Regions from separate parts of the Rattus norvegicus genome. Here region 1 is linked to region 2. Evidence: chromatin contacts called from public Hi-C data. All regions are on one chromosome and are shown on one strand. Each heading gives the region's core, a stretch centred on a gene start, on an enhancer-like site or on the middle of the called end of the contact. The rest is flanking DNA. Distances are from core to core; before and after follow the strand shown. Region 1 holds the start of Mapk7 (mitogen-activated protein kinase 7). Region 2 holds the start of Usp22 (ubiquitin specific peptidase 22).

Region 1 (2,700 bases), core at 137-2,636, 320 kb after region 2:
ACTACAATGTGCTGTCTGTTGTCCTACACAATTTGGACCTGTCCTGTCTGTCTGTCTGTCTCTCCTCTACTGTTGTTCAGGTTTTTTGTTTTGTCTTTGGAATATCATCTCACACAGCTCTGACTGGCCTTGAACTTACTATAGAACCAAAGGTGGCTGCCCATAAAGAGGTAAATCCTCTTCCCCTTAGTACAGGAGAGTCAACCTAAAACCTCAGAGATGCTCATCTGTCTACCACTGACCTATATCCCCAGCCCTTGCACTCTTCTTGGGAAATAAGAACTGTCCCTACCAATGTCCTACGGGGCAGCAGTCTTAGAAGTACAGCCCGCATCACTCTAGGTTCGATAGCCTTTCCAGAACTTCAGTATAACTGGCCCTGGACTTCAACTGATCCCAACCGTGTCTCCTCCTCCTGGCCCACTCCTTACACAGATCTGAATTCTCCATAGGGCACAGTGGGCCTCAGGATGTCCTTGATGGCGATGATATTGTCGTGTTTGAAGTGTTTGAGGATCTTCAGTTCCCTGAGGGTCCGTTTGGCATTGGTCACCACATCAAAAGCATTAGGTATCTTCTTGATGGCCACCTGCTGACCTGGAGAGCAGGAAAGGGCATATACCAGAAGAGTACCTTCAAGTTAGCTGCAGGTTCCTTTCAGCACTGCCCTTCTAGAACCCAGATAGCAAGAAGTACCTACTGTGTGCAGGGCCTTGTGTGTACCATTGAGCAAATTTTAATTTCACAACTACCTCATGAAGCAGCGACTAAGAGCTCACATACAGAGGAGGCACAGCTAGTTAGTGGTGGTTGTGATTGTACTAATTCATTCTCCCTCCTCACATAGTCGTTCCATCACTGATCCTCCCCATTCCACCACCAATCCATTGTGCCAATCTCTGGCTCTAGAACGTATCTCTTATGGGCACCAAGGAGTATCTCTCTATTCTGGCTTAAAGAGATATCCTTCCCCTAAGGAAAAAGTAGGCGGACTGGGAGAAACAGGGTTCCTGAGAAGGGTACCTAACGGGGAGCTGGCACCTAGTCGGTAAGCGTGAGTGGAACCAGAATCCCCGGTGCAGCTGATCCTCCTGGAACCGTGCGGGGCCTCTGGAAAGCAGTCCACACATGCTGAGCCTCAGGAAGCCAGCTCACCCGTGAGGCGGCGGCGCGCCGAGGACACCACCCCGTAGGCCCCATTGCCTATGGTCTCGATGATCTCGTACTCGTCCCCCACGTCAAAGGTCACGTCGAAGGAGCGGGCTTTGAGCAGGGCCAGGTTCTTGGCCACGACAGATGCAGCGGAGTGGACGGGTTCTGCCTTCACCCGCCCAGGGGGTTCCCCAGAGCCATCTTCGCCGTCCTCCTCCTTCAACGGTTCGGCCATGGTCTATATGAGGCGCTGGTGAGAAGATCGTCCCGAGGGCTTCTCAGTTCCCCCTCTGTGGGCTACGAAGCAGGACCTGAGCAGCAGGCGAGAGGGGACCGCTGGCACAGAGAACCCCGCGGCCCGGGATCCAGGGGGGCGCGGCGCGGCCCCGGAAGAAAGGGAGGGGCGGGGCGCTGGGACTCCCGGGACCGCACTCACCGACCGGCCGGCACCTCGCCGCCACACCTCCTCGGGGGATTGGGGTTCCTGGGTCTTGCCGACCCAGTGATGAGTGTTCCCCTGGACTCGCTCACTTATCAAGGACCGCCGCTTCCACCAAAGCCTCGCGTGCGCCGAAGCAGACCACCCCACCGGCCGCCCCAGGACCACGCTCCTCCAGCCCCTGGCCAATCGTTGAACAGCCCCCACGGAGGTTCCAACCCCTTCATTTTACTCTATCCAATCAAAGTTTACCGGACGGGAAAGCCGCGCCCTTGTCATTCACGCGCGCGCCCCCGCGCGCCCAGCTGTCCCACTCGCGGCGGGATCCGCCCAAGGGGTGACGCGCGCTCCTCATGGGTGCGCGCGCAGCCCCGCTCCATGCTCTCACGCATGCGTACTAGCGGCCTCGGGAGTTTGGGAGAAGAGAGGGCAAGGGTCCACCAAGTTCGTGTGCACTTCTGAGTTTACCGGCTCCACAGGCCCGAAGGGGCGGAGATAAGGGGCGATTGTTACCTAGGCAACAGGCTCCGCACCCCACCTCCCTCGCAGGTTCTTTTGGCTCTTCTTCCTTCCTTGTTAGCTTCATCTCCTAGGGGATTTGCTGCGCACTCTTTCGGCGCCGGAAGTTCTGGACGCCTTATCCCCGAGTAGTGACCAGAGAGACCCAAGTCCTCCGGATTCTAGAGCGGCACTGACTTGCTCCCTCCGCGCCCCCTAAACCAATGCGCATGCGCTCTGGACCGCGACAGGGCACCTAACCTCTCCCTTTTTTGTGTCCATCCTGCTGGGTCGTCTGGACAAGGCTAAAGTGAGCGCTGTTAATCCGAGAGTTAGAAAAGTTCTCGGTAGGCAGCTTAAGTGGGGCTCACTCCAAGGAGATCTGGGATTCCCAGTGAGACAAGAAAAGTGTGGAGAGGAAAACTGGGATGAAACCCAGTAAATCTAAGTTACCGCTTGACATTTTCTACTCAGTTCTCAACTAAAAGCCAAAGGTAGAGTTCAAAGCAGAAATGAATCTTGGTAATAATACAGTTGTTTATGTTGCCCAGCCTTTCCCACCTTGTACCAAAATTTATGCAAAAAGTTTCACATCAATTCACTTTCACAAA
Region 2 (2,700 bases), core at 6-2,505:
GGGAGAATTTGATGCTTAAATGATATACCCAGTGGATTTGTCAGTTCTCCCATTATAAAACGCTGCTCAAGTTAGAAACAAACAATTCCCCATTCCAGTTTTCACCTTCAAAATCAAATTGTAATAATGATTTTTTTAAGATTAAAGAATAACATTTTTCCACCTCCAAATCACTAGTAAAATAATCACAGCTGCTGAGATTTACAGGGCCAACAAAATAGCCACTACCTCGATGGCTGCGGCTGTCAATCACCTCCTACTAAAATCTCGATTCTCAACTCAAGTGCACAGAGGCCCTGCCAGCCTCAGGTGTCCGCGTCGGTCCCCATCCTCGGGAACCCGCTGCGATCCACAGAACTACCCTGCAGACCCCGACCCCCCACCGCGACCTTTACAAACAAGGACTACTCCGCAAAGGAACGTCCAGACAGATCTTCCTCCTCCGGCTCATTTTTAGCTCAGATCCCTCTCCTCATCCCCTCCAGGCTTCCGTCGCCACACCTCCAACAGCGCCAACTAGGCGGTCCTTTGCCCCCTCCCAGCACCACTACGCTTCCTCTAGCCCCCTCCCTGCACCACGACGCTTCCTCTAGCCCCCTCCCTGCACCACAACGCTTCCTCTAGCCCCCTCCCTACAACGCGAGGCTCCCCCTAGTCTCCCTTCCAGCATCATGATGCTTCCTCTAGCCCCCTCCCTACACCACGAGGCTTCCCCTTTCCCCCTCGTACCAGGATGCTTCCTTTAGCCCCTTCCTCGCACCGCGAGGCTTCGTCTTGCCCCTTCCTCTGCCCCTCCCCGGCACAGCGAAGCTTCCCCTCACGCCCACCCCTCAAGGCCTGGCTCCCTCTACTTCCTCCCCACACTACCAGGCTTCTCCTCTCCCACTCCCACCTACACTCCCCGCATCCCAGCCCGGAGAACGGCGCAGGACTAGGGCTCACCTTGCGCTTGCGAGCCTCGGCAGTTCCGCTCCATACGAAGCACTGGTAGATGGCCCGCAGGTTTTGCTTCCAGTTGTCCACCTTGAAGCTGCCCAGGTGCGAGCAGCCTGGCGGCGCCACCGCCAGCTCAGCGTCCATGGCCTCGACCTCAGGCTCGGGCCTGGCCACCATGGTGGGCAAGGCCCGGGCGCGCGGGGCAGGCGGCGACGGGGGCGAGGACGACGCCAGCGCGGCGAGAACAAAGCTGGAAGGACAAAGACCGCGTTGAGAACCGAGGCAGACGACAGCAGCACAGACCGCTCGCGCAGCTCTCCGACTTCGAGGAGGGCGGGGCGGGGTGGGGCGAGGCGGGGCTATCCGCGGGAAAGGATAACGTCACCCAGTCCGGCGGCCTTAGTGCGCAGGCTCCGACGCTCTAGGTCCCGCCTATCAGCCCTCCTCTCGACCGCAGGCTCCGGAAGGCAAGTGGGTGGGCCAACAGGATCCCGCCCCTGCGTCACATCATTGGTGGTTTGCAGTCTGAGGCACGGTCTGCGCCTATTATAGGCTGGAGGGTTGGTCCGGTCTGCTTTCGAGACGCCTCTGGAGACGGCAGCGAAGTGACGTTTCGAGTCTCTTCTTGGAAGGCGGGGCGTACTGACGATTGGGTAAAACTGAGTGTCCGTCAGGCCACTGAACCGGTTTGCACCGGCCTGAGCTCTGCCGCAAAGAGGCGGGGCGACGGACGGGGTGGGGCAGGGCAGGGCCTGCGTCTGCGAGGAGGGTTTCCAGGTTTGTTGGTCAGTGGAGTTGCTTGTGTGGGCGTTTCTGCAGAGACTGCCATCTTGGCAACTGTGTTAGGTACCGCAATGTCACAGCTGGCGATTGGGCGCGGCAAGAACACAGAGTGGGTTTCCTTCCCTAGATCGTATTCAGCGCTGTCCTATTGAACTAGAATGCCAGCCCGCATACGAATTCTTTTAGTACATTTTGTACAATTTTTTTGCAACAAGTAAGATAAAATTGATTTTAACAAGTAATCCAATAAAGGCAGAATATCATGTCAAATTTTTGCATTGGCTTTGAAATACCGTATTTTACAGTTTCGGTATAGCATATTCAATTTGTACCAGCCACATTACTCACACTAGCTACTCTTAAGTAGGTACAGTATAGAGCTATAATTCATTCAGCCCCCCTATCTGAGGGTAATTACACAGATGTGCAGTAAACCAACTCAGAAGAGAAAATACTGGTCTTCCACCCTACAAATTGTATCTACCGAGTAAGTAGACCCTCCCCCCATTATTCCCTATACAGGGTAACAGCTAGGTGTCAAACTCTGGCAGACAGGTATGCACGATGTGGAACAGTGAAGTGATTCACCAAGTCAGAAAAGGCAGAAGTAGAGACTTCATCGAATGCACTGAAGTAACAGCAGCTACCAGACAAGGCAGTTGAGAAAAATTGCCAACAGGCATTTTGCTGTCATGGTTCCAAGGAGCAATTGCAGTTGAGGCTTGTCTGATTGGTACCAGCCTGGCCTTAAAGCAGTGATGGTCTTACCCAAACTTAGATATGGCTTAGCATGCTATCTTAGTTGGCATCTGATTATCGTCCAGAGAGGTGTTACAGCATAGAGAAGAGGAGGGCATGTCTGTATATGGCTATTTGGGAGCTACTCAGGTCGAGGCAGGAGGATCATTTGAGCCCCAGAGTTTGTGGTCAGCCTAAGAAAAAAGTGAGACTCATATTAAAAAGAGAAAGGAGCAGGGGGAC

Evidence for each region. Hi-C and Micro-C count contacts between places; a contact is called where the count stands out from the background.
Region 1: a Hi-C map of mammary epithelial cells shows a contact between it and region 2, with 2.2 times the contacts expected there. The contact joins the promoter of Mapk7 here to the promoter of Usp22 in region 2. A contact is called at or near these places in 5 of 12 Hi-C or Micro-C datasets (Schwann cells, hepatocytes, kidney and 2 more).

What each region holds. Positions count from the first base shown.
Region 1 is chr10:46,673,448-46,676,147 of GRCr8, forward strand. It overlaps Mapk7 (mitogen-activated protein kinase 7), which reads right to left and starts at 1,387. Exons shown (of 6, transcript NM_001191547.1): 1 at 1,156-1,387; 2 at 432-597. The coding sequence starts at 1,387.
Region 2 is chr10:46,353,684-46,356,383 of GRCr8, forward strand. Usp22 (ubiquitin specific peptidase 22) reads right to left here and starts at 1,256. Exons shown (of 13, transcript NM_001191644.2): 1 at 943-1,256. The coding sequence starts at 1,113.